2 separate regions of the Bicyclus anynana genome follow, and region 2 is linked to region 1. The links are chromatin contacts, called in public Hi-C maps. All regions are on one chromosome and are shown on one strand. Each heading gives the region's core, a stretch centred on a gene start, on an enhancer-like site or on the middle of the called end of the contact. The rest is flanking DNA. Distances are from core to core; before and after follow the strand shown. Region 1 overlaps LOC112046776 (dmX-like protein 2). Region 2 overlaps LOC112046776 (dmX-like protein 2).

Evidence for each region. Hi-C and Micro-C count contacts between places; a contact is called where the count stands out from the background.
Region 2: a Hi-C map of whole body shows a contact between it and region 1, with 2.1 times the contacts expected there. The contact joins two enhancer-like sites. A contact is called at or near these places in 2 of 2 Hi-C or Micro-C datasets (whole body and whole larva).

What each region holds. Positions count from the first base shown.
Region 1 is chr17:11,752,189-11,755,455 of ilBicAnyn1.1, forward strand. It overlaps LOC112046776 (dmX-like protein 2), which reads right to left. Exons shown (of 62, transcript XM_052886513.1): 56 at 3,186-3,267; 57 at 2,495-2,564; 58 at 2,338-2,412; 59 at 1,600-1,817; 60 at 955-1,060. Among protein-coding and RNA genes, the nearest start is that of LOC112046763, 16 kb to the left of the region's middle. Within about 2 kb of position 1,698, at least 4 of the 8 cell types and tissues checked have open chromatin away from gene starts, as enhancers often do.
Region 2 is chr17:11,795,994-11,799,260 of ilBicAnyn1.1, forward strand. LOC112046776 (dmX-like protein 2) reads right to left here. Exons shown (of 62, transcript XM_052886513.1): 14 at 2,667-2,851; 15 at 2,267-2,381; 16 at 1,651-1,843; 17 at 1,248-1,395; 18 at 951-1,149; 19 at 206-421. Among protein-coding and RNA genes, the nearest start is that of LOC112046776, 30 kb to the right of the region's middle. Within about 2 kb of position 1,753, at least 4 of the 8 cell types and tissues checked have open chromatin away from gene starts, as enhancers often do.

The DNA.
Region 1 (3,267 bases), core at 448-2,947:
TATAAGACCGCCAACTTGCATCAGAGAGACATGGTGGGTTTAAACGCAGTACCCCCCGATAATGTGTCAATATGAACCTATTACAGGTTGGTATGGACACATTTATAAATTACTAAGTCCCACTGTTTCGCTATAAAACCATGTATACAGGGGTATTTCCCATAACTTTGAAGTTATGGGAAATTAAGAAGTTAAGAGCCGAATTGCATAACATAAACTTTTTATGTTTTCATACAAAGTAATTCAAATAATTCCGACTATACATGTAACACACGTCTTTATCTATCCTTGCATTTTAAAATACGTAATCGTAGTGGTAAGACTGTCAATATCAACGAGATATTGCAACTAGCACTCCGCACTTCACTAGTAAGCTACTTCAAGATATTTAACAATGAAAAGTTTGACTAGGTCATAATATAAGGTCGCTATTTAAGGGGAGACAACATCTATTTACAAAAGAAATATTTCATTTCAGAATATATGTTCCTTAGACATTGTTTATTAATTTTCCTTAGAGACGGCCTTCCTTCCTTTTTATTTTTTGACGGCCTCCGTGGCGCAGTGGTATGCGCGGTGGATTTAATGACGGAGGTCCTGGGTTCGATCCCCGGCTGGGCCGATTGAGGTTTTCTTAATTGGTCCAGGTCTAGCTGGTAGGAGGCTTCGACCGTGGCTAGTTACCACCCTACCGACAAAGACGTACCGCCAAGCGATTTAGCGTTCCGGTACGATGTCGTGTAGAAACCGAAAGGAGTGTGGATTTTCATCCTCCTCCTAACAAGTTCGCTTCCATCTTAGATTACATCATCACTTACCATCAGGTGAGATTGTAGTCAAGGACTAACTTGTAAAGAATAAAAAAAAAAAGAGAATATAACCCTAGAGTTATGGGAAATACTCCCGAGCACCCTGTATAAATATGCTTAGACCATTATAACTGGTATTTGTTACCTATATGTATTTGTGTGACGCCTTGGCCGATGTGTTTGAAGAACGAGCTCCTCGCGTGCTCGCCCGCGAATGTGTGCAACAGCTGATGCGTGGCTAAGGAGAACACCTGTAACCATAGCGAATAATACCATTAGAGTATGTGGTGTTGGGGCAGCGTGGTGGGTCTAAGCTCCATTTCTCCCCTCTTATAAGGAGGGAGGCCTGACCCTGAAGTGAGCAGTTAATAGTCTCAGATTTTCATTTTATTTTAACTTTAATTCATTAACCTCTTCACACACAGACGGCTAGTCAGTATCGATTTACCTGTTTGTGTTTATACCTGCCTACCTGTTGTGACGAGAAAAAAATAGTCAACCTAACGTTTACATATTCTAAAGGATTCATACTTTCACTCGCTCGATTGATATGGGCTTTGTCTGTTAACAAAACCAGTAAAAATTTAAAAAGAAAAAAAAATTGTTATTAATCATATTCTGGACTATTTTTTTATTCAACCCATTGGCGATATATTTTATTATATATTTAATTTGATAGAAAACAATTTTCATTCAGTAAACAGATGGGTGAAGGTCGTCTTAGATTGGGATCCTCTACTAATACACTATACAATACATACAGAAGTTTTACTTCACAAGAGCAACCTACTTTAATATCACCGTCCGCAGCGCCAATCGCGTAGTAGTCCTCCCTCGGCGACAGCGACACACACTTGATGGGCGCGTGGTGGGCGTGCAGCTTATGCCGAGGGGCACGCGCGCGCAGGTCCCACACGAGCACGTCGCCGCGCCGCCCGCACGACACCAGCGCGCCCGCCTGCCCCGCCCACGCCACGCACGCAGCGCCGCCCTCGTGGCACGTCCACGCTGTGACCACAAACGACAACTTAACCATGTGATCACTTTATCATGCGAGCGTACGGTACGTAAACGTGACCAGTTTTGACGTTGTAATGCAAGAGTTCGCAAACGAGACATCTTTAAATGGAGGTTGGTATGCAAATGTACGCATACGTGACTTTGAACTGACGTTGTAATACAAGCGTATGCAAACTAGACAACTTTAAATGGACGTTGTTATGCAAACGTACGCTACGTGATAATTTTTGCAAATGTACGCACTGTTGTTGTTATGCCAGTTTACTTTGAATGCGACAACTTTGAATGGACGTAACGCAAGCGTAAGCAGTAATTAAGACTTTGAACGGACGTTGATAGCAATCGTACGAAAATGTGAATCTATAAACGAGCACTGTTATACTCGCGTACGCAAATATATCGACTTTTGAATTAACTTAGTATTACAACTTCAATAATTCAATTTTAAACTAAACACAGTTAAATTTGGACTTATCGCAAATGTAATAAATTTTCAAGAGGTACTCACAAACCACTAAAGCTTTCTTTACGGGCATTAGTGTATCCCAAATGGCAACATTTTTACTCTCCGAACTATGACCAGCTGTAATAAAAAACATTTATTTTAAATCTTTAATAAAAAACCACATAATGTCAATCAATCATAAACACAATTCTTTGTTTACCTGTGGCAACTAAACTACAGGAACCTAAGAATACAAAGTCGCTTATGCCTTTACTGTGGCATTGATGTGTCTGAAACAAACGGATAATCTTATTTTATTACAAAACAAATAGATTATATAGATTATATTACAAATATATAAGATCAAAAAAAAATTAAACTGGCCGCTCTAATTTGGCTCAAATTTCGCAAACAGCCTTCGTCATTAAAATTAAATTACAATTAGTAAATCGGTTGACCTTCCAGGTCATACTTGTAAGTATTAGATAATTTGAAATTTAGATTTTTTAAATTTAAAAAATTAAAATTAAATTCCAAATTAAATTCCAAATTTAATTTTAAATTTAAAAATCTAAATAAAAGTGAAAATTAATTTTCATCATTTTTATAGATCGTTTTTAATCTAACGGTCTAAATTGGTTCAAATCATATAGGAAATCTAAAAATGACCTAATTTGGTAAAAAAAAAAGATTATGAAATTTTTAAAAAATTGATATTTCTTGACTTTCCGTACTAGCCTTAACTATTACTTATTTCTAGTTATTACTAGTTTCTATTACTTATTTCTAGTTTAAACGACAAGTTTCGCTAAAAACTAGATTTTAGAAAAAACGGGGTGAAATCAATATCTTCGCTATTTAGTACTAATAAGTACTAGCAATTTAAAAATCATCAAAATGTTTGTACGTACAAAGAACGGTCTCGGCGAAGCGTGCGGCTGGTTGCCAGTGGCGGCGGAAGGGTGCAGCTGCCACAGGGCGAGGTTCCCGTCC
Region 2 (3,267 bases), core at 503-3,002, 44 kb after region 1:
AGAACTCCTATCATAATACATTTTTTTTTTCTATTATGATAGGATGTTGTACAAAAAAATATTAGTGTGTTTGAAGGCAGTGCAATGCGTTCCATGCTGCCATCCAGAATTTTAAAAAAATACACTTATTTAGTGTTTTCTAGTAAAGACTAAACCTCATTGCATTTGAGCTTATTCTTATTTAAATATTTGGAGAATTGATTACCTGATGGATCAGCCTGTGAAGAAACAGTCAATCTCCACATATGGACAGTAGAGCCTCCGTCAGTTCTCTCCAACACCACGATGTAGAATGGTTCGTTGAAGACTGCTGTCTTCCGCAAGTCGACTATAGCCTCCAGCCCCGCTTCGGTTATTGTGTTAACGTCCGAACCTTCTACGCCGGAGTCAGAGCTTTCTGTGTCGCTGGATGTACGTTCACCTGTTTATTACATTCACAAGTTAATTTAATTCCTAAAATATGTTTATCTACTCTTACATATTAAAAGATCATACATGAAATAAGCAAACAATGTATTTGTTTCTTATAAGACTAAAATCAACTTGATACCCATATTGACCAGCTTCAATATGGGTATCAAGTCAAGTGTGAATAGACAATTTCTAGGCAAGCGCGTTCAACCACAGGCTGCATCATCGCTTACCATCAGGTGTGATTGCAGCTAAGCGTTTGCTATACATAATGAAAAAAAAGTTTCCTAACCAATAATAATTAATCAATTGTTCCTGCAGACTTACCATGCGCGTCACGATATATCTCGTGAAAACAAAGTGACATATTGTGGACCAGCACGGAACCAGAAGTATTACTCTCTCTCTTTCATTGCGTTGAGGCGAAAGGTCTGGGACTGGGACAATTTCACCGCTATTGATCGACATTTGTATTTTTCTCTTCGTCTATAGTCGAGTCGGACGATAGCTCGTATCGTGATGCTACACATAAAGCTCACCAGTAATTAGCTGCTCCTGGAACACGTGCAGGAGCTGCGTGTTGTGCCAGTCGTGCGTCGCGTCCGCTATCGCGTGCAGCTGTATGATCGCTCCGGGTCGCGCCGTCGACTGCTGGGACACGATCTTTATGCGCTGGTGGAGAGGTATGCCGCCTTCTTCTACAGTCGAATCAGACGATAGTGACATAGTGTCGTGGTGCTACATATAAAAGAAATATATTACATACAATTTATTTATATAACAATAAAAAAATCTAAATATTTTTACCAAGGAGGTAAAATGATATTAAAGCTTACCATAACATCTTTATGTCGACGTTCTGAAGTAGCAATTTCAGCTAACAAAGTTCGCGCGTCGATGACCGCTTGGAACAATCTTAAGCTTTCTCCGTCGCTGGCCACGAAACAGGCTGATGGTGAATTTGATAAGTTTCCCAAGGTTGTACTGCAGATAAAATAGGTAATTATCATTAACGAAACTGCTAAAAGATTACCTGGAGTAATTTTTTCAAGGTCATAGTTTTTTTTATATTATTTAGCTTATGAATAAAGGTATCAGAAGAATGTACATAATTGTCATGGTACATAAAAAGTATATACGTATTTAAGACTTGCCGAAATACATGCAAGCCTACGAATTGCAAGCGCCCCATGATGAGCTCGGAGCACAGTATGTAACGTGCAGTGCATTCAAACTCACCTAGGCAGTAGAGTGGGCAACCAAGCGACGTTACTGAAGGCCGAGAGGTGGGGCGAGTTGACTCGCGCGAGCTCGGAAACGCCGCCTGACTTGCCGAGCGGGCCCACGCACTCAACGCGCCACATAATTAGCTCCGAGCAGAGGCCGCCTGCGGCCGCGTCCTCGTCCACATTCGTTACCTCCCTTTCGTGATCTGTTATAGATTAATTTCTTATTACTATTATCAACCTAATTTTTCATGAACCACTACTGGTAGACTCTTCCCTCCTATAAGAGGGTACTTGAAGATTCGATATGTAGATCCAATGCGGTTTGACGGGCATAGCTTGTAAGACCATCAATATCGAAAGACAATGACCGCGTCTGACGGCCTAACTTGCTCTCTGAGGCTTGTATATGTAATACCTTATATAAATACCTATAATACCTTAAATAAGTATAATCAACTCCTGGCTTCTACTAAGAATTTCTTGGAAGAAAACTCAAATTGCCTGACGGATAAGCCCGCTCGCTCTGTATTTCGTTCGAATAGGACGGAAGAGAATAATATTTTCATCCTAGGCCTGCAGTTCTAAAAATTGTTAATAATATTCGTAAGGATCGTAAAAATACTAACCTGATATATTGTGATGGCTTGTCGTTAGCAATAATGGTAATACTGGATGGCATGTGATGTCGTTAACTCTAAACCTATGACCCGATGCTCTAGAAGCGTGACCTATTGATAACACCTGAAAAAAGAATAGTTTATTAGATTCAGAGTAATTATCGTTAGTTCAGCTATTGGCCATTTTTAATAATAATCATTAAATTATTCTTTTTTTAACAAAAATTTTACAAGGGTCCGCTATTTAACACTTATCGACGAACTTTTCGCCTTTAACACGTCTTATTCGAATTTTAGCTTAATGTTTATAGGATACCAAAATTAAAATGTCACTAACACCGAAGTTGCCATGGCAACGAACGATGTAATAGCGTTGCAACTTTACAGAATGCAGTGGCTTCTTTCATACCTGTGAAAATTTGGATTTGTCGTCGAACGTTAACTGCCACAAGTTAAGGGTTCCGTTAGTGTGGTTAGTGACCATGGATATAACTGGCGCGGACTCCAACACGTCGCCGTCCTGGTTCTCCCCGAGATCTTCGGTTACGACACTGGTTTTCCTCTTCATTTCATTGTTGTTTTCTTCTCGTGCACCTGCAGATATAAATTAAATGTACTTTAGGAAAGACAGAACTATTAAAACTTATTTCAGGCGTGATTACAGTAGAATGAGAGCTTATTTTATGTTTCTTGTAAAGAGTAAGTATTATATTCAGTAGATTAGATTAAGTAAATCATCCAGACCTTACAAAAAACCCTTACTGTTTCAATAAAGCACATCCATTAGGCCCAAGATGCATCAACGACAAATCTAACGACGTGAATAGCAAATATTGAGAACTATTAGCGTCGAAATTGCTCTCGAGTGAGCGATATTTTCCTAGGCCTAAATGTTTGCATTTTGATTAAATTCAAATTTATTGATCGTGTTATAGGAGTTATAGTTCTTTCGGAAGTTAACAGTATTTTAATCAAGGGTTAATTTAATTCTGACAAATATTTTAATCTGT